Regions from separate parts of the Mus musculus genome. Here regions 1, 2, 3, 4, 6 and 7 are each linked to region 5. Evidence: chromatin contacts called from public HiCAR-type and promoter capture Hi-C data. All regions are on one chromosome and are shown on one strand. Each heading gives the region's core, a stretch centred on a gene start, on an enhancer-like site or on the middle of the called end of the contact. The rest is flanking DNA. Distances are from core to core; before and after follow the strand shown. Region 1 has its middle 8.6 kb from the start of Gm13846. Region 2 overlaps Plxna4 (plexin A4). Region 3 has its middle 85 kb from the start of Gm31894. Region 4 has its middle 130 kb from the start of Gm31894. Region 5 holds the start of Slc35b4 (solute carrier family 35, member B4). Region 6 has its middle 160 kb from the start of Gm13847. Region 7 has its middle 7.8 kb from the start of Gm31486.

Region 1 (3,311 bases), core at 101-2,600, 2.5 Mb after region 5:
AGAGTGCAAGAGAGCAAGAGTGCAAGAGAGAGAATGGCGAAACCCCGTCCCTTTTAAGGAGAATTATCCTCCGCCTAGGACGTGTCACTCCCTGATTGGCTGCAGCCCATCGGCCGAGTTGTCGTCACGGGGAAGGCAGAGCACATGGGGTGGAGAACTACCCTTGGCACATGCGCAGATTATTTGTTTACCACTTAGAACACAGGATGTCAGCGCCATCTTGTAATGGCGAATGTGAGGGCGGCTCCCACAGCTCGGTAGTCAGGAACAATTACTACTCTTACAGAGGACCTAGGTTCAGATTCTAGCACTCATACATGGCTCACGGCTATTTTTCTTTTCTATTTGTTTTTTATTGTATTTATTTAGTGTATGAGTGTTCTGCTGCACATACACCTGCAGGCCAGAAGAGGACATCAGATACCACTGTAGATGGTTGTGAGCCACCATGCAATTGCTGGGAATTGAACACTGGACCTCTGGAAGAGCAACCACTGCTCTTAACAGCAGACCCATTTCACCAGCCCCTCACAACTAGTTTTAACTCCATCTCCAGGGGACCCAGTGCCCTTTGCTCTCTACAGATACCAGGCCCACACATGTCATATATGCATACATGCAGACAAAAAAAGCTCATATACATAAAAAAATTAATTTAATTTTTAAAAAAGTTGGAGGCTGGCAAGATAGTTAAGTGGGTAAATGTGCTTGCCACCAATCCTGATGACCTGAGTTTGGTCCCCAGGATCTACCCACATAGCAGGAGAACCAACCTCCCCCACATTATCCTCTGACCTCCACACAGTTGTTTGATCCCACTCCAGAGTCTAAACTGATTGGGTTAGGGTTCAGTCTAGGCTGGGGACCCCAAAGCCTTCACTGCACAGGCAAGAGGACCTCACTGTGAGAAGTTTTGAATACCCTTCAATTTCTTCCTTCCCAAAGACCCTTGAGTTTCTTGCTTGCAGAGTTTATTTCCCCAGCTTTAAATTTTTTATTACATTTATTTATGTGGGGGAGGAAAACAGGGTTGTGTGGAGGTCAAAGGACAACTGGCAAGAGTCGGCTCTCCACCATGTTGAGTCCCAGCGATTGAAGTCAGACCATGGGGCTTGGCGCCAAGTGCCTTTACCCACTGAACCACCCTGCTGGGCCCACTTTCCCAGGCACCACCTCAGTTCTGGGAAGAGCAGGCTGCCATCCAAGTACAGCATGACATCTACGTGCGGTTACAGCTCTGCAGCACACGGCTCTGCTTCGAAACAAAGGGAGAGGACGTTGGGAAGCAACCTTCCCTACCCCCAGCCAGGCACAGACTCAGCCAGGCAGAGGGGTTGGGGGCGGGGCTGCAGTGCAGCTGGGTGGTGGCGATCCCTACCGCCCCAGTCCTCATTTCCTGATCAGCTCAGAAAGCATTTCCATGTTGGCCCAAAGTTTCTGTTTCCTGTCCCCTCCCACACTATTTTTAGGCCCAGCAGGCATTTCCTGTGTTGGCCTGTCCCACCCACCTCGGGTCTGTCCTGGCTTCTCCTATCAGGATGCCTGCAGGGTGGGCCTGACACACGTGATTCCCCTCGTAGGGACCCTGGTGTCCCTGGAAACAGGTTGGTACCCAGCAGGTGGCCCGCAGCTGCCAACTCCCACTTGGTGCCACCCACCCAACGCAAGACTTGCTGTTTCAGAGTCGGCCCTTCCCTTAGGCCTGAGACTCTCCTATCTCTGTGTAGCCATCAAGATACACAGGTGCTGCAGGGACTCCCCAAGAATGGGCAGTGGCACTTCAGGCCTGAAGGTTGGCTTTTATCCTCTGATATCCTAGTCTTGTTGCCATAGTATGGGGAGAACCTGTCAACCTGTGGGTCGTGTCCCTTTTGACAACTATCCCTGAAAATATTTACCTTATTATTCATGACAGTTATGAAGTAGCAATGAAAAATAATTTAATCGTTTCGGGGGAGGGGATCATCACAACATGAAGAGCTGTATTAAAGGATGGCAGCATTAGGAAAGTTGAGAATCACTGAGAGTTCAGGGACTTCCCAGCCTAGACCTAGTCCTTTTACCCTGAGTTGCTCCCCATGCAGCTTCGAGTTTTTAAATACCTCCTGTGCCTAGAATAACAAGGCTCTGTTTACCCAGGCTGAGGTAGACAGGAGAGGACCTTAAAGCTCAGAAACAAGGAGGCTTGAGATTCATCCATCCATCCATCCATCCATCCATCCATCCCAGCCCATCTGACTGCGTGAAAGGATCCACACCACAGATCTCAGTTCTGGGTTCTTCATGACTGCCCTCCTAAAGAGTCTGTATAGACAGCTGACTTTCTTGCTTTCTCCCTCCTCAGGAAAGTATCACACCACAGATACGCTGCATCCATGCCCACTGCATAGATATAAATGTAAAAAGAATAAGATGTTTCCACATCTTCAAGAACTAATTGCAGGGACTGGAGAGAGAGATGACTCAGTGGTTAAGAGCATTGGCTGCTTTTCCGGAGGACTTGGGTTCAATTCCTAGCACCCACATGGCAATTCATAACAATCTGTAAGTCCAGTCCCAGGGGATACAATGCCCTTTTCTGGCCTTCATGGGTACTGCTTGCATGTCTGGCATGGACATGCATGCAGGCAAAACACTCATACACATTTAAAAAATTGTTTTTTTATGTTACACATTAAAAAAATAGTTTTAAAGAACCTTTTGCAGGAGGCAGGGGCAGAAGTAGGTAGATCTCTGTGAACTTGAGGTCAGATTGGTCTAGATAGCAAGTTCCAGGCTATACAGGGCTACACAGAGAGAATCTTTAAAAAAAAAAAATTAGGCTGAGGGTGGTATCATAGACAAGCAATCCATGCAATCCTAGCACTTAGAGACTGAGGAGCAAGGACCAGCTTCAAGGCCAGCCTGGCTTCATAGTGATACCATATAAATAGGCAAACAAATCTCACCCTTTTGTGATCCTTTACTCTAGCTAAGGAAGAGTGGAGACCACAGTATTTGAAGTCAGACCACAGCGTTTTCTCTGGTTCTTGCTCTCACTGTGTAGCCAAGCTGTCTCAAGCCTCCCAACTGCTGGATAATGGGCCTGAGCCGCTGCAGGAAGCCCAGCCTCTTCTCTTTGCATCAGATTCAGGTGGAAAGAAGCCACTTCCCAGAGCAGTGTCTCCAGAACTCTCAAAGGGAGGTTGCCACCAGTACTCTGCAGCCAGCTCCTGTTGGATTCAGTACCACCCACCTGGAACATCAGATTGCCCAAACACCTACAGAGCTATTCTTACACCAAGTCCTAACCAACTCAAAGTGGCTATCAA
Region 2 (3,245 bases), core at 718-3,217, 2.0 Mb after region 5:
TCCTACATGAGACACACAGGAACAGGATACTCTCAGGAGGAACCATAGGGCCTTTCTGAACTGCCACCATTCTCCCTGCAGAGTGGCGACAAGGAAGTGGGGCGAGGATGATCCTGCAGGACGAAGATATCACCACCAAGATCGAGAATGATTGGAAGAGACTCAACACAGTAGCCCACTACCAGGTGAGCTGACCTCAGAAGCCAGGAGCTGTTTCAGTGGATGGCCAATTCCTTGGAAGCCATAGGTCTTAAATTACAGCCACTCAGAGTTAGACACCATGCCCCCAGTATGTTTCTTCACCAGCAATCCATGATCCTTGGTGTGGCATATGGTGAACCATGAGCATGGAGACCAGAAGGAAGGTGATAGGGGGAGCTCCAAAGGGAGCCGACGTCACTCAATCACAACCCTAGCTTCCTTGGAGATAGGATGCTGACATGCATGCTTCTTGTTGGGTGTGGAAAGATCCTTCAAGGACCCTTGTTGAGAAGGCCTCCTAAGCATGTAAGATTGGATGATCTCCAAAAAGCCGAGGGAAGGAGAAATTGAGGGAGCGGCTTCTGCCAAGAGTTGCTCCATATAGAACCCACAAAACTGAATGCAGCTAGAACTCAGGTCTTTGTCTTGTGTTATCAAAAGGGGAGGGAGTCACCCCTAAAGCTCAAGTTCCTAGCAAGGTGCTAATTGTCCCTCACTGCCCCGAAATTATCTTAATTTGTCCTTATTTCCTGGAGTGGGTGGAAAGTTTCATGCCCAGGTTCTTAGAAACCTTTCCCCTAGGTACCAGATGGTTCTGTGGTGGCTTTAGTGTCCAAGCAAGTGACAGCCTACAATGCAGTGAACAACTCCACTGTCTCCAGGACTTCAGCAAGTAAATATGGTAAGATCTCATCAGGTGTAAGGGGTGGGAAGTAGAAGCATCCAAAGCAGGTGTGGTCAACAAATGCCCTTTCCTAGGGATAGAGGATCAGGTCAGCTGACCATTGGGGAAAACAGCCAGAATGGGCCAGGGGTACCTGGTCCTAATTGCTAGCTCTGGGGCATAAACCTGTACTTTATCTGCATGAAAGGAAATGTAGGGCTTGGAACAGCTGCATTGGTCAAGGGCTTGCCGTGCAAGCATGAGGGTGTAAGTTCTATCTCCAGAGCCCAGGTTAAAAATGTCAGGAATGGTGGTATATGCTTGTAATCTTAGCTCTGGAGAAGTGGAGATAGGATGGTACCGAAAGCTTACTGACTAGCCAGCTTAGCCTAATGGTGAGCTCCAGGCCAGTGAGAGAACCATCTCAAAAAGCAAGAGGGATACACCTATGAAATGACACCCAAGATGGATCTATACACACACACACACACACACACACACACACACACACACACACACACACAGGGAGGAGAGAGAGGGGGGAGGGAGGGAGGAAGAGAGAAAGAGCAAACCTAATCTTCACAAGGTCATAGAGTCTATAAGGCTTAACTTTTCTCATCATCTCAAATCAAGTTCGCAATAATCTAGTGAATTAAATAATTATTTTTCCTTCTGTCATTTATATTAGTAAGTTATAACTCAAGAAGCATAGAGGTTGAATGATTGGTAAAGATCATACTGTTGTTATATAGTGGTGGAAAGGCTGCGAGGGGAAAGGGTGCTAGCTATAATGTCAAAGCTCCAGAGATGCCCTGTCTGTCACCACGTATATGCTTGGGGTCAAATGATCACCCTAAGCAGTGACATTCTACTTGTAAAGTGGGAATTAGGGGATAAAAGACAAATATCACCAATCATTTTGGATGATAATGAGGTGAGCATATAGGTGACAATGGGTGTGATAGGACCTCATCCTTTGCCTGTCTGGTCCCATTTTGCCATAACTCAAACTAGAGGAAGGGATTCATAAAGTAAGAGAAAAGAATTGGTCCAGGCCAGAGTGGGCTGGAGATGAACAGCTGCCCTAGCCAAGGCTCATTAAGGAACACAGGCTACCTGCTTTTACATGTGCAGTTAATTGGCCACACGCGCGACAGGACTTGAGAGCACGCTCAAGGAAAAGTGTACAAGAAGCACGAGATTATCGTTCTACAAATTGAATAATTAAGGGTTGACTCAATGCCAAGTACAGGAGTCGGGGCAGCATGAGTGGGTAGAACTCGCTACAGTTAATTCCTGGAGGTGGTAGGAAAGACAGAAGCCTTGCAGGGAATGTGCCACATGGAGGCAAAGTGGCAGCGCCAGCCATTGGCGTGAAGGGTCAAATAATAGTGGCCTTGGCTTGCGAGAGGAGTGTGCTGTGAGCTGTTGGGTATAGGCCTGTAGAGACTCACTCTTCCTGAGCTCTGCGCTCTTTACTTTGGCAGAGAACATGATCCGGTACACAGGCAGCCCTGACAGCCTCCGTTCCCGGACACCCATGATCACCCCTGACCTGGAAAGCGGGGTCAAGCTTTGGCATCTGGTGAAGAACCATGAACATGGAGACCAGAAGGAGGGGGACCGGGGGAGCAAGATGGTGTCTGAGATCTATCTGACACGACTATTGGCCACAAAGGTATGTGACAGGAGAGAGGTTGCAGGGAACGTGTGGGCACAGGAAAGGCCTTCATCTGCTGTGTGAATACTGGAGCTGAAGGCTGAGGAGATGGCTCAGTTTGGTAAAGAGCTTCCGATGAAAGTGTGAGAACCCAAGTTGGATAGCCTCAAGTCCTCATTGAAAAGATCATGAGCAGTGAACAGTGCCTTGCTTGCGTTGGAGAGACAGAGAAGGGAGACTGCCTGGCGTTTGCTGGCCAGCCAGTTTAGCCAAATATCAAGCTCCGGGTTCTATAAAAATCCTGTCTCAAAAAACTGTGGAGAGAGATGGAGGAAGACACTGGAGGTTGCCCTCCGGTTTCTGCATGTGCACACACGTGCACATACACGTACATCCATACATTCCTACACACCAAACAGACACAGAACTGCTAGACAGGGGTTAAGTGTGCACCAGGCCCTTTTGTTGACCTCCCACACCAGGCACTGTCTGTCGTGATCCCAGGGGAGCCTCAGGAGTGAGCTGCAGGATCCCAGTCAACCTGTCAGTCCGGGGATATCCCAGCAGACCTGAGTTAGCACACAATCTCAAGTTCTCTTCCCACCTTCCTCAGCACCCTGTCTCAGCTACAGACACCCCCACGTCTCTCCCCACTCCCCACCTTTCCTTAGGGAAGAACCACTTTTTCTCAGGGGTGCCATCATTAAGGCTGGAACCTGG
Region 3 (3,197 bases), core at 14-2,513, 2.2 Mb after region 5:
TTGGAGGAGGAGCTTGCAGTCCCCGCCTTGGAGAAGGAGCTTGCAGTCCCCGCCAAGGAGCTTGCAGTCCCCCCCTCTCTGGAAATTTCATTCTAAGCTTGACTCCTCTCGACACAGAGGGCCCTTATTTGGATTGTCCTGACTTTTCAGCCCATTGAGTATAACCTATGTACTTTGAAGATTGACAGCTCCTGGAGGAGAGGAATTGTCTACCCATGGTTCTGAGTCCCATGGTCTCGTTCCCACTTAGCATGGGGAGAGGAGGGGAACCCTCAGGCAGCTAGCCCCACCTCATGAACCAAAGCAGACAATTGATCACTACCATCTACTTTGAACTGCACATTTCATTCCTCAGTCTAGCTGTCCCAGCCCTTCCTGTTGAAAGGACCTGGAAAACCGAATGACTTGAGGATAGCTTTTTGATACTTGGGAGTAAATAAATAAATAAATAGGATTGTTTGTTTACATTTAAGAACCCCAGAGCCCAGAGGTGATTAGAGGGGATACTGAAAGAATGAATTTAATCACAGAATCAAATCTCCAGAGAGGCGGGGCCTACAAGCTCCTCCTCATCCCCTCCTTTATGCTCCTCTGTGGACCTCAGCTGCAGAGTTGCTGCTGCCACACTCCCTGACATGTAACCACCATCAGCCTCTGCCCGCTGAAGGGCGTGGCTTCCCCTGGGGCGCCTGCGGAATTCAGGAATACTTGGTTACCTCATACAATCCAGCTAAAGTCACAAGCAAAGTTCTCAGCTGTTACCAAAACACCTAAAGCCCTAGCATTGCTAAGGGCACACGCTGCTGGGCCCTTAGGGGAGTTCAGGCTACTCCGAGAGAAAGCAATGGCGTGGGGGCAATGGCGGCTATGGTACCTGTGCGGTCATAGGAACAGCAGAAGGGCCCAGAAGCCCACTGACCAGAAATAGGCAGAGGCTAGAGAGTGGGTGCACACTCGGGGCTGCGGGGGAATGAAGCAGAGAGATCAACAGTAAATTCAACTGCGATAGGGCTGCCCCTACAATCGCCTCCTGGCTCCTTCTCTCCCCATCTCTCTCCCAGTCACTATCAAAGCAAAATTTATGAGGGGCTCCAGGCATTGGATATTCCTTGTATTTCAATCTAACTCTTTGCAATCTCAAGTGAACAGCTTGGCTGTCTCTGCCTGTCAGGGAATTTAAATTGCAGATGGGGTAGTGAACAGGCTGCCCTGCGCAGGAGCAGCCCCTCTGGTGAGCACCATCATCGCTTAGCAACGAGAAGTTTATGAGGCAGTGGAAAGTTCCACTCTGGAAAGTGCCCTTGACCCAGAGCATCTCCCAGGAAATGAGAGGAAGCTTCCCAGAGAAAGGCCCAGACAGATAGGAGGTCAGTTTGTGTCACAGCTGGGGTCAGGGAGCACAGCCGGGGGCGGAATCAGCTTCATTCTGCACAGCCATTGTGGAATGTGTCTTCTGTGACACGCAGTGTCTTCACCAGACTCCATGTCATCTTTGACATTCCATTGTTTCAGAGATTGTTTTCTAGCTAAACACGAAGTCTCTTCTCTGAGTCTCCTCCTACCTCACACGCCATCAACCAGTAAATATAGTAGTGAACAACACACACACACACACACACACACACAAACACACACAAATTGTCAACAAATACAAATAGCCAGTGCAAAAGAGAACCAGCCCACTGAATCTGCTCCTAGTTAGAGCTCAGTTCTCCATAGCATGTATATAATTATGAGGTCAGTCAAGCATCACCACACTTAACATTTTATTCTGGAAGTCACAATTGCCCCAAAGTACTCAAGCACATCGCCAAGGCATATCCTTCTGCTCAGATAATTGTCTTTGGGAATAAGAATGTGGGAAGCAGTAACCCTATGTGAATGGCTAGCAAATACTACAGATACTGATATTCCGTTGACTTTGGGTCATTGTATAACCCACATGCTCAACACAGGGAAAATCATCAGACACACCAAGCTCCAGCCTGAGTTTGGAAGACAATCAACGTATTTCTAGGTATTTGGTGTGGGTGAATTATATCTTCCCCTATAAAAAATATCTTGGAGTCCACCTGCATACTATAGAAGTGTTCTCATTTAGTAATAGGGTCTCTGTAGACAGAATTGATTTAGATAAAACTGTCTTTAGGATGAAGTAGGATGCCCAGTACGACTGATGCCCTTAGGAAAGGCAGAGCCACCATAAAATGGTGCAAAGATGCAAGAACACACACAATGATGGAGGCAGAGATGGGAAAACACGACAACAAGTAAAGGAAAGCAAGAATACAGAGGGTGGAAGAGGCGGCAATCTCTCTTGTAGGTCTTTGGAGGTACAATAGCCCTATGGACACTTTGGTCTTGACCTTCCAGTCTTCAGAAATGTGGGGCAATGCATTTCTAATGGTTTAAGTGGCCCCATTTGCATTCCTAGGAAATTAATCCAAAAGCTGGCATTCAGCTCAGCTGGTAAAGTAATCACCTAGTATGTATCTAAATATCACCTCTGGGGGGTAAATCTGAGAGCATCATAAACTGCAACATCAGCATTGGGGTAGGAGGATCAGGAGTTCAGGGTTAACTGCATAGCAAATTCCAAGCAGCCCGGCCTACAAGAGATCTTGTCTCAAAAGAGAAAGGGGGGGGGGGTGTAAAGTAACTAATCCAGATCCTCTGTCATTTTTCTGTTGAAGGGACCAGGATGATCCTATGTGGGCACAGCAGCACCTCGGGATGTAATAAAAATGGTCTGCATGAATGAAACCCTAGAAGAATGAAGACCAAAGTGTGGACACTGTGCCCCTTCTTAGAATTGGGAACAAAACACCCATGGAAGGAGTTACAGAGACAAAGTTTGGAGCTGAGACAAAAGGATGAACCATCTAGAGACTGCCTTATCTAGGGATCCACCCATAATCAGCTTCCAAACGCTGACACCACTGCATACACTAGCAAGATTTTGCTGAAAGGACCCAGATATAGCTGTCTCTTGTGAGTCTAGGCCGGGGCCTAGCAAACACATAAGTGGGTGGTGGGTGCTCACAGTCAGCAATTGGATGGATCACAGGGCCCCCAATGGAGGAGCTAGAGAAAGTATCCAAGGAGCTAAAGAGATCTGCAACCCTGTAGGTGCAACAACATTATGAACTAACCAGTACCCCGGAGCTCTTGACTCTAGCTACATATGTATCAAAAGA
Region 4 (3,355 bases), core at 401-2,900, 2.3 Mb after region 5:
AAAGGCAAGAGTGATGACAAACTCACAGTACCAAAGGACCTTTCTCTCACCCCGAGGAGAGCACCATTTTTCGTCACCACAGATTCGGTGCTTCAGCCTTATCACCTGTATAACAAACCACCCCAAGATGAATCACTACACATGATGGCAACCATCATGTCCTCTCATGGGTTTAGTGAGCCAGGATTCTGAAGGACATCTCTTCCCTGTGCCATTGTGCCCAGGACCTTGGCTGGAAGACTTGATGGTGGAGGCAGACTGGCTCATCTGAAGCTTGCCTGGGATTTGAGGACCTGGCTCCCAAAGTGGTTCGTTCACACACATAACCAAAGGCAAGTTGGAGTGTGTTCACATGGTTCTCTTCACAGGGATTTGAGTGGTGTCCTGCCAAACCACCATAGATCACATGATTTATAGAAACTTACTTTCCTGAAATTCTGGAAACTTGAGACCAAAGCATGTGCAGAAGTGTTGCTTGTGGGGGCGCTCTTCTAATCTTGAAAATGGCTGTCTCATTCCTTATCTGTTCCTTTAAATGGACTTTCCCCTCCTTGTGTATCTGTATCCAATCTTCCTCTTCTTATGAGAACACCAGTTATACTAGGTTTGGGGCAACCCCAAGATCCTTTTAAGTTTAACCCCAAGGCCCTTTAGTTTAAGGTCTCTTTAATAATCTCATCTCCAAATCGTTACATTGGAGATCCTGAGGGTTAGGACATCCTGTGAACTGGTTGAGATGCAATTTAACATAATAACAAGTATCCTCAGGATTCAGTGGCTAGTTTTCTCCAGAATCAGTAATCTGAGAAACCAAGATGGATGCTATGATGTCTTCTGGGGCTGAGATCAGAAGCTACACACATTAACTCTATCTACCCTGTTGGTTACTCAGAGCAGCCCTGTTTGTAGCATGGGAGGATGGCATAGACATCCAGGAATTCTGGTGAGCAGTAATCTATGGATGCTGGCTTGTTTCAGCAATCACATGTAAGAAAATGCAAGCCTTCCGCCACACTTAACCACACCACAGAACAGCCATCTCTGAGGAACAGAGCTCAGAGAAAACCATTGTACCCCCAAGGGCCCCAGACACAACAGCTAGGTGGAAGCTTGTCTCTAATGTTTTGCCTTTTACTCGGACCATCCAATTCCTTTCTCAGGAAGCTGCTAAGCTTCCATCTGTGAAGCGACTTTAAAGTCTAGGCCCTTGACTGCTCATCTGCCATGTTGTAGGTGGGCAACTCTGTAGTATAACCTAAAAATTGGGGCAGTATAACCAAGAGCAGTGAACACTGATGGACACGACATTCACTCTTTGCCAGGAGCTGGTAACGTGTGGTGCATGGCATAGAAAAGTGCACAAGCGAAAAACCCAGTGTTAACAGTGACTATGAATTCACAGATCACATTGGACTCTAGTCACAGCAGAGGAAAAAGGGGTTCCAGCACTTTGGTGTGAGTAGATGTTGTTCCTTGTCCGTCCCTGGACTGATCACTCTATAGGAAACAAAATTGTGCTCATCGTAGCATCGGATGCTATTGTTCTTAGAGTCAAGATGAAGGTCTGACTCTGGATGATCTATAGTTCATTTACTGACTTTCCCAGACACAGAATAAGCCTAAGGTCATAGGTCAGTGCAAGAGCTTTGAGGGCTCCTGCCCTACTTCGTGTTGATGGATCTGTAATGGATCTGGTTCTGGAGCCTGTCCTGGAGCACTCCATGGGAGTACCAACCTTCTCCTCCTTTTTCCTTCCTCCTCTGCCCTCTCTTGTCCCTCCTCCCTCTGAGTTTTTCAGTGAGTTCCCCCTAGTCTATTTCCCTTACCTTCCTCCTAAACTAGCACTCACTGGCCCAAGTCTGAGGACCCAGAGAGAAAAAGGTTCATCCCTAGTCAGGCCTTCCTTTCATCAGAAATGTTGGGACTGGTTTAAAGTTCCAGAGCTCCTCCCAAGTAGAGAAAGGGGATGCCTGCAGCCCCAGCTGGCCACATCCCCCATTCACCTCATCCATCATCCCGACAGGTGGGCCCTTGAGAGAAGCCACAAGCCGGACAAGGGTAATTAGGATCCATTAAGGAGATGAGGCTGAGCTGCAGGAGGGGGACTATTCATTCAACAGTGCTTTCTTCTAAGTGGGGCCATCAGGCACATGGGACTGGCTCTCTGAGTTCCTGGGGAGGCTAAGGCAGTTGAGCGATGAGCACTTTGAGGACAGAGAGGCCTGCAGCCCATAAGCCTGCTTTCAGGCGCAGAAGGCAGGGGGGCTCTGGAAAGGAGCAGGACCTCCCAGCAGGATCCCACACAGGCACTTGCTTCTGACTGGAGGCCAGAGCTTCTGACTGGAAGCTCTGTAATCAGCTGCTTTCAGTAGCTTCCCCACAGGGTCATGCCCAGGGTCAACTTTGCCATCTCAATGAAGGCACCATACTGGTGCCTGCACACTTCTTCTGGTGCTGTCTCCAAAAGACCTTTGTCAGAAAGCATCCTTCAAGAGGAGTTACAAATCAACCTCTTAGCAGCTCATCAAGCCTTCCCTTCTGATTAACCTGCCACACAGGCTGGCCTCCCCTAGAGAATGGGAGAAAATCACAGGACTTTAATCAGATCAGAAAAACTAGAGATGAGGTAGACAGTGAGGTAATGGGAGGTGGGCAAAGGGATGAGGTCCTAAAAGCACTGGCTGCAGGAAACCAAAATCAGTGTCTCCCTTTCTCTTAAACCCAGACTGACTCAGCTGAAGGAAGGCAGGGAAAGGCTATTCCAAGTTATTGGGCCAATTCTGGAGTAATCTAGAACCTTTATATGACACACAGAGAGACATATACAGACACACACACACACACACACACACACACACACACACCAACTGTGTTCAAGGCCATGAGTCAGGGTTTCAGTCCCCAGAAATACTCAGAAGCTTTGCAATGGACTCCCCGTCTTACCAGTCAGTCTGTCTATCTGATACACTGAAAAAAGACAAGTGGGCCATAATCCAGATACAAGCAGGTGGACACTCATGATGGCAACAGTGACTCTTGAATTTAGGAGCTATACTCTGCCATGTACAACTGCTCCATACTCTCAGTGTTAGCAGTGCCTGCTATCCCACAGCTTACTAAAGCCGAGAAACAGTATGTCCCTAAGAGACCATGTCAAGGTCACCTAGCTTGTGAACAGCAGAGTCTGGATAAAACGAGCTCATTTTAACTGTTTTAGGCATCCACATGGTACACACACATATGTGAAAGCACTAATACATAAACATAAAGTTAAATAAGCTATTTTCATTAAAAAATTAAAATTACATGTGTGTGGTATGGTGTGTGTTTGTGTGTGTGTGCACATGTATGCACA
Region 5 (3,600 bases), core at 627-3,126:
TGTTTTGATTTTTATCTGAGACTCAGGAAGAGATGATTAGAACGCCCTTCAAGTACTTCCAAGTTTGGTGTGTGCATGGGAGCGGTAGATGAGAAGTGAAGCTTTGTGTGCCGTGAAATAATCTCCAGTCCAATCAGAGCTAAGGCTCAGCTTTTCTCTAGCCAGAAGCATCTACAGATGTCACCGCTTAGACATCAAACTTAGGTGTCTTCCTTATTTGGTTGGCAGTGGCTCTGATATTTTTGGGCTTAGTTTCGTGGTTCAGCAAATTGTTAAAGTCTCTCATGTGGCTCTATCATGTAGCCAGGCTTGAGAACTGAACTAAGTCAAAGTGAGGCTTCCCAGCCTTGGAGTTTCAATGACAGATGATCCTGGGTTCCATTCCCTATGGATTTCAGTTTAATCAGGCTGAGGTGACACTTTAAAGATGACCTACTGATGTCACTGACTCCGTCCCTCTAAGTACTTCCCCTTCCTCAACAGCTCTCAGCTTCAGCTACAGAAATCACCCGGGGAAACTCTGAGAATGCCAACGTTCAAGCACTCCAGTCAAAACTGGCCATACCTGGATGGGAGAGATGCTTTTGTGGTTGAGAGCACTGGCTGCTCTGGCAGAGAACCCAGGTTCAACTTGGAGCACTCAGGGAATGGCTTACAACCTCTGAAACTCCAGCTCTAGATCGGATGCCTTTGTCTGGCCTCTGAGCGCACCTGAAAGACATATGCTGCGCACATACAATGCTCACGTCAGCATTTAAGTGTTGAAAGGAAGCACGTGCCTTTTACCCTTCAGCTGAAGTCTTGTGGCATCAGTTACTGAGCCTCTTGGTGTTCACTCCGATTCAACAGCAATAGCAAGAAAGACTGCATGGTGACCATCAACTATGTACATAGGCCAGTGCCTTTGTGTTCTGTGTTTGTACACCTAGCAAGACCAGTTTTTCATAGATGCGATGAATTAACAGCCCTATTTCTTCCTATTATGTAAGACTAGTGCTACTGCTCAGAACTGTGCCCCTTCATACGTGTGATTGCATCAGCAGTGACACCACATGATGGGAGGCAATTTAGGGGATAAACATAAACACTCCGAAGTTTTCCTCAAGATTCACAACTAACTTGCCAGTGGCTTCCCCAACTTGTGACCCAGAGATCTCATCAGAATCCTGGCGCCTGCATGCTCTAAATGATGGTTACTGAGCACAATTTTTATTTGTGGTCCTGAACTTTGAATTTTCAATAAGCTCTAGTGCATTCTGAAATTGGGAATGTCTGTCTTTCAAAGGAGACTAGAAACAAGAACTATGGCAAAAAGAATGCCTTTTATCAGTTAAATTCAATATTTAATGAGCACCTTAAGCTGGCAAAATGCCAGCACAAGACATGTGTTCAGTGTCTCTACAAAAATCACGACATAAAGCAATACATTTACTGTATTAGTCTATTCTACAACAACTATTAGTAAGACAGGCCTATCTTCCCCTGTGATGAGAGTGGAGTACTAAGCCAATGCTCTAAACAGGCAGTTTAAGCCAAGGCTCAATCTCAAAACTTTTAGGTTCGCTGTTGTCCTAGAATTCGGTTTAGATGTTACAGGAATTTCTACATTCTCTCAGTTGCAGGTGAGTTGTTACAGATGCTAGAATACTCTAATGAGAAGTCAGTTACAGGGAGCACACAAGCTATTTCGTTGAATCCCATTCCAACCTTTATGGTACTGAACACGAACAGCATTGGGACTTCATTTCCCAGAAGGCAGTGCGACACCGACTCACGCGAGCCTTCGGGGGAAACTTGCCTGTTTTTTTCACGCCTGCCGTAAAGGCGCGCGGTCTGCTGGGACATGTAGTTTGGTTAGCCCTAGGACGCCCCCTCAAATGAATGGGACCGGGTATGACTGAGAACTACAGCTCCTGGTCTGGCCGCGTCGGTGGCAGCTGCGGAGGAAGAGTTGATCAAGACGGCCCTCAGGGAGGGAACCGCTGGCGGTGGTGATGTTGCGCGCGGATTTTCTAGGGTAGCGAACTGAAAGGGCGCTTTTTCTGCGCGCTGGCTCCCCGTGCCCCGCACCGGCCATGCGCCCGGCCTTCGCGGTGGGCCTGGTGTTCGCAGGCTGCTGCAGTAATGTGATCTTCCTAGAGCTGCTGGCCCGGTGAGTGACCCTCTCGGGCCGCGCCCGGGTTCTCGAAGCTGGTCCGGGGTTGCTAGCCCTGGCCGCCTCCCTAGTGCGCTGCACGGGATACCCACGCAGTCAGCTACTCTGCAGCCCTGGCACTCCTCCATTCGTTAGCATCCAGGTGACAGGAACATCCAGAGTGCTGCTGTCGGCATCTCCAAGCCACACTTTGGGGAGTTTGAAGCCTGGAGACTTTCTCACGTGACCGATCCTAGGTCTCTAGGAGCACCCTCTCCAACTACTACTCATCCAACTCTAGCACCTTTCGCTGACCAGTGAATGAATGACACGTGTCTGTCTGGAGCAAAACTTTTCTCACAGAAAGTTTTGTGTGTGTGTGTGTGTGTGTGTGTGTGTGTGTGTGTGTGTTGACATGTTTTGCGAAACATTTGTTTTTGTTGGTCGTAGAGATAGATGGTTGTGAGCACTTGGCTTAGACTCATATGTGAGTGATGTGGTGCAGATAACAACTGAGCTGTCACCATGGTCCCTGGGCATTTCGCACATCACAGTCTTTCGTTGAGAAGCGTGCTCTTTGAAGTGTAGATTGGGAACAGGATTGGCTTTGTGGTGTGGTGTCTTGCAAATAACGTTGGGTAACTATGTGCAAAGTTCAGTAGGCAGAAGTTAGAAAAGAGACAGGAGATGAACTGGAAAACGATTAGGACTAAACAGCTCCAGTTAGTTATTTAAGGTTTGGAGCTTCGGTCTCCTTTTTCAGACAGTTCAATACTCAGTTCAGAGTCACTAGCTACAGGTTTCTATCTATATACTGCTTAGGGCAACCCTGTGACCAAGAGTTACATTGTTTTGTTGAAAGTGAAACAGATGCAAAGTTGGGCATCTTTTCACTATTTGGAAGTGGCAGAGCAAAAATGGGCTGGACTGTATCTGTCTAAGCTCCTAGCCCAGTAACATTTCCAGATGCCTTCCATTTTTGAACTTGAGTTTTGAACATGGTGTGATGTCTGTTGGAAATTTATCCTGTTTGATACTGTTGGTTTGAATCCTTCAGAAGTAAGCAGTTTATTTATGATCAAGTCTGTATGTGTTATAGTTTGCTTTTAGAGAGCTTACCGTTTTATTATGCAGAGTGTTGATGAAGATCGATTGTCTTGGGAGTGGACAGGAAGATGAAAATGAAAAAGAAGTTTCTGGATACACTTCAAAGGCAGAAAACTTTGGAATTCAATCTATTTAATATATTTTTAAATAAGAAAGTGATATATATTCAGGCTAGCTATAGAAACAAAGTCAGATAATTGCATTGAATATGCCACTAAATTATGTGAAACCTGTGTGTTCTAGCTTGTGAGCTCTTGGCTAAAACACTTTTCTCAACCATCAGAGGGGTGGGTGATAACAGCTTCATCCCCATGGATTTTGAAGGTGAATGAGAAATGCCTACCTCACGTTGGTGACTT
Region 6 (3,586 bases), core at 844-3,343, 2.3 Mb after region 5:
TGGTTTCCTACAGTCTATTAGTAATCTAATCTGAAAATAAAAATGCTATGAAATCTGAAACCTTTTATTATTGTTATGTGTGTTCACATGTGCATCTGAATGTATAGTGGGTTTGTGTGTGTGTGTGTGTGTGTGTGTGTGTGTGTGTGTGTGTGTGTGTGTGTGCAAGTATGCCTGTGCATGCACACATAGAGAGAGAGCATCTTCCTCTCTTGCTCTCCACCTCAGTTTTTGAGACAGGGTCTCCCACTGAAACCAGAGCTCACTCATAGGAGCTTCACTTGCTAGCCCAGGGATTCCAGGTATACAGTCCCTTACCTTGCCTCTTATACGAACTCTAGCTCTCACTTTTGCACAGCAAGTACTTTTCCTACTGAGCCATCTCCCTGCTTTCTCAAATTTAAAGGTTTTTGAGAGTTAATATGATGTCACAGGTGGAAAATTTCACACCTGACCTAGTGTCATCACCAAAACACAAGTGCTGTAAAAGCATTTAATAGTATTACTTTCAGAATGTATACATGAATTTTATAAAACATAAATGAAATCTCGTGTAGACCTGGATTTCATTGCTAAGTTATCTCATTATATACATACTAATTTTTTAAATCTCTGAACTGTAAACACTGGGAGAGTTCTTGTCCTAAGCAGTTTGGATACTCAACCTGTGTATCATGCTTTCCAGATCTATGGCCATTCGGTTAGATACAGTTTGCCATGTCCCTTTGAATCTTGGTCATGGTAACAAGACATTATCTTCCTTCCTTTCTTCTTTCTTGGGATCCATCCTCCACACTGCTACATGCATTAAGTTCATTACAGAATCAATGCACCCTCCAGCTGCTCCCTGCAGAGCAAGGGCTCCCCCACTGTCTGCATGAACATCTCCTAAGCCCTTAGAATCTCTCTGACGCCTCCAGTGACCTCCTAGCCAGAGCTCCTGGCTCATTCTCAAAACACCTACTCTATAATTCATTTTCCAGAGCAGAGATCATAGCATCTCCGTTGAATATTACCTCATGGCTCACGCCTTTAATCTCAGCACTTGGGAGGCAGATCTCTGTGAGTTCGAGGCCAACCAAGGCTACACAGAGAAACCCTGCCTCGAACAAAATTAATAGTAAATTAATAAATAAATTAATTAATTCCCACTTGCTTGGAATGAAATCCAATATCTCTCACAATTCTGCAAATCCTCCATGAAGCAGCTCTTGCCACCTCTGCAGCATTGTCCCAATCAGCCTCCCTAGGCCCAGCTCTAGCTCAACCTTCCTTACAGGCTTCCACCACCTTCTTGGCACACACTTTACCTGCTGCTCCCTCTGCTACAATGAGCTTCCCTTGCTCTTCACAAGGCTGTCTCCTTCTCACTGTGTATGTGTATTGGGGATCTTCTTTGAGAAGCTTGTTCACACCACAAACACACACACACATACAAACACTGTTCATATTTAATACAGTTTCCTTTTTTAATTATGATGTGTCAAATTTGCTACAAGGGGATTAGAACTCTAGATATTTATTATTATTTATCCTAGTATAATGTAATCTCCATAAGGACATGTCCATATGGCTCAAGAACAAGAATCTAGCCCATGTCTGTGCATTCAAAGTACTCAATAAGTATGTGTTGGGTCAAAGATCTCAAAACACCTAGTACCCCCTTCACTCTCTGAGACCCAGATCAAGAATCTAGTGTAAGATTATCTTTGACTTCAACACTGCTGGGCACAACAGGCACTGCCCACATGACAAACACACACACACACACACACATCCTTCAAGGATTCCACAGCCCGGGGAAGTGCCAGAGGAAATACCTACCCAGGATTTTCCCTCCTAGGGTACCTCTGTCCTCTGATGCTTGCCTCCACACAAAACAACAAAAGTCCTCCCTGGAGAAAGCCCAGTTATTTATCGAGCAGCACCTGCCACACAGAGTTAGTCCAGCCCCAGACTTTTCTTTTATGGCCAACCACATTTCAACCACAGCTGATGCTCCACCCAACCCTTTAGAACTCCTGAGAAACGCAGGGCAATAAATCGTCATCCTCCCAACGCAGAACGCAGCCTGGCTCCTGGCCACCACACCGCCGCCGCGCCGCCTGCCCACATATTTCAGAAGAAAGACTTTACAGAAACCGCAGATGATGCTGAACTTCAATTAGGCCCTGCTGGCAAATTAGTCACTCAGGGTGACATTTTCCAATCATGGAGCATTAACATCCACTCTAATTATGAAATTGTGGTGCTCACATGTGTAGGAGCAAACGAGACCTATGTGCCCAGCGGCTTGGGTGTGTTAAAACACACCTGTACACGTGGCCACATGCACACACATACCACTCGCACACATCTAGGATTGCAGGATTTTTCACTTCCTTAACATTTCTTAAAAGTGGACTTGGCACTTTGTTTAAGAGAGACGAAGCCACAGGACATAAACCTTTCCGTACCAGGGATACCCCTGAGCATCTAGTGGTCAAAAAGAGTTTCAGAAAACAATGGCTGCTGTGCTGATATTAAACTCCTCAGCCACTTTGCTCAGTAGAAGCCACCACCGTAGTCTATCATCAGAGTGCTCTGACCCGGTATCCATCAATGAGACTATGACATCCACCAACTCCCAGACAAGATTAGCCTTGTCTTCCATCAAGCATGTAAAATAAAATACAGTTCCCCTGTTGGGTTTCCCTCTCTGTCTTCCTTTCTTCTGGTATCACCTCAGCACACAGTCTTAGTCGGGTCCCAGGTAATTTTAGAAGCTGAAGACAACCCAGGAGCCCTGCATGCTAAGAATGGATGGAGCTATGAGCAGCGGCTCTCATCTCTATCCGCCCTCCGTGGCTCCGGGATCACGGTTCTGGTTGTTACCTCGAGTATGGACTTCTAGTCCAACACCTTTTCTAAATGACTTGTTCCCTTTCGAACTGAACCAAGACAAAGGATACCAGCCTGGCCCCTTATCTATGGTGTGCTGCCAATCACAAAAGTGCCACTGCAATCTCCCTCCCACTCCTTCCCTCTTTCCTCATCCCCCTCTCTTCTCTCTTGTCTTTCTCCTCTCTCCCCCTTTCTCCCCTTCCCCTTCCTCTCTCTCTCTCCCCTCTTTCCCTCCCCCTGACTCTCCTTGTCATCTCAGACTGATCTGCCCATAAAATATTTAGACACTCGTGCACCTGAGTCATATCTCTCACGAGATAAATGAGGAGGAACTGAAGATATAGACATTCCCAGCTAGGACCTCAGGAGAGACAGAGGAGCCACAGGAAGGGAGCCCCACCCTGGGTTTGTAAACCTCTGCCAAGATCTGACCAATCAAATCTGGCAAGTTCAACACAATTCACTGTAGAGCTCAAGGAGGGCTGTGAGAGACAGGAGCTGCCAAGATTAAGGAGGGCTGAGAGAGGCAAGAAAGCCATCTTCTGATGGCCAAGGTCATAAGTCTACTCAGCCACTCGCACTGGGGCAGTCTTCTAACAACCAAATGGCTTCTCCGTCCATTGTCTCTTGTTACCCTCTTAGTTCACCTCTGGAAGCTAAGTATGCCAGTAATGTGGCATGACGCCCACTCTCTTATGTGATT
Region 7 (3,594 bases), core at 909-3,408, 2.6 Mb after region 5:
GTGGACCTCTGAGTTTGAGGCCAGCCTGGTCTACAGAAAACTCTGTCCAAAAAAAGAAAGAAAGAAAAAAGAAAATGAGAGAGAGACAGAGAGACAGAGAGAGGAAGAACAAGAAGGAAAAGAAAGAAGAAAAAATCAGGCAGGCTTAGCAATGAAGTTCTGTAAGCGACCTCATTGAAAGAGGGCTTCTGAGACAGAAAAGTACGTTCTCTCTCTCCTGCAGGGATAATTATTCCTCCCATTGCCTTAACAAACCCCCAGGTAAACCAGCTTTCCTGAGGGGTGGTCTCCTGCCAGGTCCCCGACAGACTCAATTGCATTACCTTTGTGGGTAGGCAACCACAGCAGATAATGCTCTCTAAGCCTGGAGGCAGATAAGAACGTCACATGGGGGGGGGGGTCCTGGAACACCCAGTTTTTCATGTAGTATTTTTTTAAAAGTATTTTACATATTTTTAAAAAATACGACATATTTCAGTCATATTTTTTTCTCCTCCCTCGACTCCTCCCAGATCCTCTCCTGTGTTTTAAATATGGAGGGCAACTGTGAGGCTTCCTCTTCTAACAGGAAGTGGGGTTCAAAGGAAGACATTTATCTTCAAGGGCCTCCAAGGCTGCTAATCTCTTTCTACACACTTCAGCGCCATGACATCTGTCTCTGAGAATCACTGTCCAACCCTGGGCTCCCAAAGCAGTTTCACTCTCGGTTTTTGGATATCATTTTTGTTCTTCTAAAGGTTTGCTGTTTAATCTCCATGTGTATCTGGTCTTGTACTGCTCTGCTTGTCTCTTTTTCTTGGAGCTTTTAATTCCCCACTGAGTCTATCTGGATGTCTGTCTGTCTGTCTATCTGCCCGATTTATCTCCATGGTTTCTCCTTACGTGCACTGTTATTCTAATTTTTCTTGGAGCTTTTAATTCCCCACTGCACTGTTATTCTAATTTTTTTATAATTTGTTACGTGCACTGTTATTCTAATTTTTTTAAAGTATCTTTTTAATTAAAGATTTGGGTGGGCCCCAGGGCCACCCTCTATTCTAAACCTGCCTTTGTGTAGAGACTCAAGTCAGTGCAGCCAACCTCCCAATGAAAACACAAATACAATATATCGTGCCTAGTAGATTGAGGCAGGAGGATTGTTGCAATTTCAAGGTCCAACGTGGGCTACATAGAGTTCCAAACTCTCCCCTGTGTTATATAGTGAGACTCTGAGAGGTTGGGGGCTGTAGCTCATTGGGTAGGATGCTTACCCAGTGTGACATGAAGCCCTGGAAGCCATCTCCAGCAGAGCATAAGCAAGCATGTTAGACTATGCCTGTACTGTCAACACTCAGGAGTTCACAGTCATTCTCAGCTACACAAGAAGTTCAAGGCCAGTTTAGGATACATGAGACCCTCACTCTGGAAAAACAAAACACAAAAACCCTTACAAGTCCTCAGCCAGAGTCTTGGAGAGCAGTGTACATTTCTTCAGTGTCCGTGGAATGACGAAGGAAAGGTTGTACCATGGATCCATCATACATAAAATTTACTCCCATCTGAATGGGCTCTTGCTCTCTCTCTCTCCCTCTCTCTATTCTCCCTCTCCCTCCCCCCACACCCCATCTCTCTCTCCTTCTCTCCCTGAAATTCTTCTGAATTTTGCTGTTGTTTTGAAACAGATGAAGGACAGTCCTCTGGTACACTTACCATACTGCAAAGAAGTTGAACTTAGGGCCTCCTGCCTTCTTGGCCAGTAACCTATTGATAGAGCTTTATCCTCAACGCTTGCAGGCCCTGTTCTCATGTGTACTGCATACAGGATAGGTTTGCCACTCATCAAGGTCTCTGGGCCTGTGAAATTGGGACATTGAGGGGCAGGGTCGATTTATTGGGTACTGACTTATAAGGCTGTCAAGTCCTTCAGACCCTCCCAGGAGGATGGCTCTTCCCCTAACAAGGACAGCTCGCTCTCTCTCTCTCTCTCCCCTCAAGTCGTAAAGATCACCCCTTAGTCTACTGGGTCCCCTCCACCCAATGTGCGCCTCTCCAGCCCAGCCTGGCAGTGGAAGGGGAGTGAAGCCGGAGAAGAATCTGTGGAAATTCGAGGCTTTCATCTCTTAAACAAATAGCGCATTCCTCTGGGTTGCCGCTGCTGCTGGAATTAAACAATGATGTGTTCAGGGAGGCTCCAAGGCGTTACCTTAGCAACGCCCAGGCTGTTTTCATGCAAGATCCAGTTAAAGAGGAAGGAGAACAAAAAATAATCAAGGGACAGCCCTGGCTGGGGTCCAGGGACGAGGGTCTTTGGCTGAGTATTCGTGTTTTGTGTTCTGCTGGGTTTGTGGCCCTTCTTCTGCTAAGCTTCCTCTAGCTCTCCTGGTGTGTGCACGCCTGCGAGGCTGGCTCCCTGGAATACTAACACAGGCTCAGAAAGGAGACGGACAGACGTTACAGGTGGTCCGGCCTAAGCAGAGGTGACTTAGAAAGTCTAAAGGTCACAAGCCGAAGAGGACAAAAGAAGGTGCCTGCAGTCTTCTCCAAAGAGACTGATGGGCCTGTGACGGAGACCCAGACACACAGGCCCCTGCTGCCCACAGCATGGCCCATGGCACAAAAGGATCAGTGGCTCTCGGGAGCACCAGAGCCGTGCTGTATGCCCCAGCACCCTGGGTGGTTCATTTTTGCTTGTAATTCAGAGGCTTGGATAACTGATGGTGTCGTTCACACCTGTAGTCAAAGTGCTTGGGAGACTGAGGGTCCCGGCTTGTTACAAATCCAAGTCAGCATGGGCTACAGAATGGGACCTTGAAAAACAAAACGTGGTGGTAGTGTTGGGTTTTCTACGTCTTTCCTTGGTCATGGTGTCTGTTCTCAGCCGTAAACCCCTAACTAAGACGTGTAGTGAGATCTAGGTCCCCCAGAGCTACACAGTGAGACCTTATCTACAACAAAACTACAACACATAAAAATAATTTTCTTTTCTTTCTTTCTTTCTTTCTTTCTTTCTTTCTTTCTTTCTTTCTTTCCTTCCTTGTTTCTTTCTTTCTTTCTTTCCTTTCTTTCTTTCCTTTCTTTCTTTCTTTCCTTTCTTTCTTTCCTTTCTTCCTTTCTTTCTTTCTTCCTTCCTTTCTTTCTTTCTTTCTTTCTTTCCTTTCTTTCTTTCCTTTCTTTCTTCCTTTCCTTTCCTTTCTTTCTTTCTTTCTTTCTTTCTTTCTTTCTTTCTTTCTTTTCTTTCTCTCCTATAGAACCCTCTCAGGTTCAGCCCTAGTACTTGTTAGGGAAACAGCCTCAAACTCAGAAACCTGCCTGCCAAAAAAAAAAAAAGAAGAAGAAAGAAAGAAAAAAAGAAAAACAAAACGCTAGGAGTCAGTGCCTGTTCTCTCTCCCCTTCCACCACAGGATCCCGGGACAGAGCTGAGCTCAGGTTGTGGGCTTGGCAGCCAGTGCCTTTAACCTTGACCCTTCTCTTTGGCATGAAGTTTGTTTCTTTTTCTTTATGTGTTTGGTGGGGGGAGTGGGATTTTTGTTCTTTGTTTGTTTGGTTGGTTGGTTAGGGTTGTTGTTTTTTTGGTTTTTATTTTTTGTTTTCTGAGACAGGGTTTCTCTTTGTAG

The links. Promoter capture Hi-C pulls out the DNA fragments that hold promoters and counts their contacts. HiCAR-type assays count read pairs that join an accessible place to other places.
Region 1: a contact with region 5 is called in a promoter capture Hi-C map of embryonic stem cells, with 6 times the contacts expected there. The contact joins the enhancer-like site here to the promoter of Slc35b4 in region 5. A contact is called at or near these places in 8 of 39 promoter capture datasets (the 3T3-L1 cell line, 3T3-L1-derived adipocytes, cranial neural crest and 3 more) and 6 of 115 datasets of contacts at active chromatin or transcription factors (embryonic forebrain, embryonic midbrain, embryonic stem cells and 2 more).
Region 2: a contact with region 5 is called in a promoter capture Hi-C map of hippocampal neurons, with 9 times the contacts expected there. The contact joins the enhancer-like site here to the promoter of Slc35b4 in region 5. A contact is called at or near these places in 4 of 39 promoter capture datasets (HPC-7-derived erythroid cells, embryonic stem cells, hippocampal neurons and 1 more), 2 of 115 datasets of contacts at active chromatin or transcription factors (astrocytes and large pre-B cells) and 1 of 9 other capture datasets (adipose tissue).
Region 3: a promoter capture Hi-C map of hippocampal neurons shows a contact between it and region 5, with 12 times the contacts expected there. The contact joins the enhancer-like site here to the promoter of Slc35b4 in region 5. A contact is called at or near these places in 8 of 39 promoter capture datasets (the 3T3-L1 cell line, 3T3-L1-derived adipocytes, the C10 cell line and 5 more), 9 of 115 datasets of contacts at active chromatin or transcription factors (astrocytes, embryonic forebrain, embryonic hindbrain and 5 more) and 1 of 9 other capture datasets (embryonic stem cells).
Region 4: a promoter capture Hi-C map of second pharyngeal arch cranial neural crest shows a contact between it and region 5, with 8 times the contacts expected there. The contact joins the enhancer-like site here to the promoter of Slc35b4 in region 5. A contact is called at or near these places in 5 of 39 promoter capture datasets (cranial neural crest, embryonic stem cells, frontonasal cranial neural crest and 2 more), 1 of 484 Hi-C or Micro-C datasets (embryonic stem cells) and 1 of 9 other capture datasets (embryonic stem cells).
Region 6: a contact with region 5 is called in a promoter capture Hi-C map of hippocampal neurons, with 10 times the contacts expected there. The contact joins the enhancer-like site here to the promoter of Slc35b4 in region 5. A contact is called at or near these places in 8 of 39 promoter capture datasets (the 3T3-L1 cell line, 3T3-L1-derived adipocytes, the C10 cell line and 5 more), 2 of 115 datasets of contacts at active chromatin or transcription factors (astrocytes and embryonic forebrain) and 1 of 9 other capture datasets (liver).
Region 7: a contact with region 5 is called in a HiCAR-type map of astrocytes, with 6 times the contacts expected there. The contact joins the enhancer-like site here to the promoter of Slc35b4 in region 5. A contact is called at or near these places in 1 of 39 promoter capture datasets (the 3T3-L1 cell line), 5 of 115 datasets of contacts at active chromatin or transcription factors (astrocytes, embryonic limb bud, embryonic stem cells and 1 more) and 1 of 9 other capture datasets (liver).

The regions. Positions count from the first base shown.
Region 1 is chr6:31,640,805-31,644,115 of GRCm38.p6, reverse strand. No RefSeq gene overlaps it. Among named protein-coding and RNA genes, the nearest start is that of Gm13846, 8.6 kb to the left of the region's middle. Within about 2 kb of position 1,350, at least 79 of the 459 cell types and tissues checked have an H3K27ac peak or open chromatin away from gene starts, as enhancers often do. A contact at or near this core is called in embryonic stem cells and liver, where this site is marked.
Region 2 is chr6:32,162,698-32,165,942 of GRCm38.p6, reverse strand. It overlaps Plxna4 (plexin A4), which reads left to right. Exons shown (of 32, transcript NM_175750.3): 26 at 82-185; 27 at 784-883; 28 at 2,353-2,543. Among named protein-coding and RNA genes, the nearest start is that of Gm13850, 52 kb to the right of the region's middle. Within about 2 kb of position 1,967, at least 2 of the 459 cell types and tissues checked have an H3K27ac peak or open chromatin away from gene starts, as enhancers often do. A contact at or near this core is called in hippocampal neurons, where this site is marked.
Region 3 is chr6:31,931,622-31,934,818 of GRCm38.p6, reverse strand. No RefSeq gene overlaps it. Among named protein-coding and RNA genes, the nearest start is that of Gm31894, 85 kb to the left of the region's middle. Within about 2 kb of position 1,263, at least 10 of the 459 cell types and tissues checked have an H3K27ac peak or open chromatin away from gene starts, as enhancers often do. A contact at or near this core is called in embryonic stem cells, hippocampal neurons and neural tube, where this site is marked.
Region 4 is chr6:31,885,891-31,889,245 of GRCm38.p6, reverse strand. No RefSeq gene overlaps it. Among named protein-coding and RNA genes, the nearest start is that of Gm31894, 130 kb to the left of the region's middle. Within about 2 kb of position 1,650, at least 18 of the 459 cell types and tissues checked have an H3K27ac peak or open chromatin away from gene starts, as enhancers often do. A contact at or near this core is called in second pharyngeal arch cranial neural crest, where this site is marked.
Region 5 is chr6:34,175,330-34,178,929 of GRCm38.p6, reverse strand. Slc35b4 (solute carrier family 35, member B4) reads left to right here and starts at 1,876. Exons shown (of 10, transcript NM_021435.3): 1 at 1,876-2,152. The coding sequence starts at 2,076. Gm13855 (a long non-coding RNA gene) reads right to left here and starts at 1,882. Exons shown (of 3, transcript XR_868963.3): 1 at 1,708-1,882; 2 at 566-725.
Region 6 is chr6:31,829,263-31,832,848 of GRCm38.p6, reverse strand. No RefSeq gene overlaps it. Among named protein-coding and RNA genes, the nearest start is that of Gm13847, 160 kb to the right of the region's middle. Within about 2 kb of position 2,093, at least 7 of the 459 cell types and tissues checked have an H3K27ac peak or open chromatin away from gene starts, as enhancers often do. A contact at or near this core is called in hippocampal neurons, where this site is marked.
Region 7 is chr6:31,595,530-31,599,123 of GRCm38.p6, reverse strand. No RefSeq gene overlaps it. Among named protein-coding and RNA genes, the nearest start is that of Gm31486, 7.8 kb to the left of the region's middle. Within about 2 kb of position 2,158, at least 123 of the 459 cell types and tissues checked have an H3K27ac peak or open chromatin away from gene starts, as enhancers often do. A contact at or near this core is called in astrocytes, where this site is marked.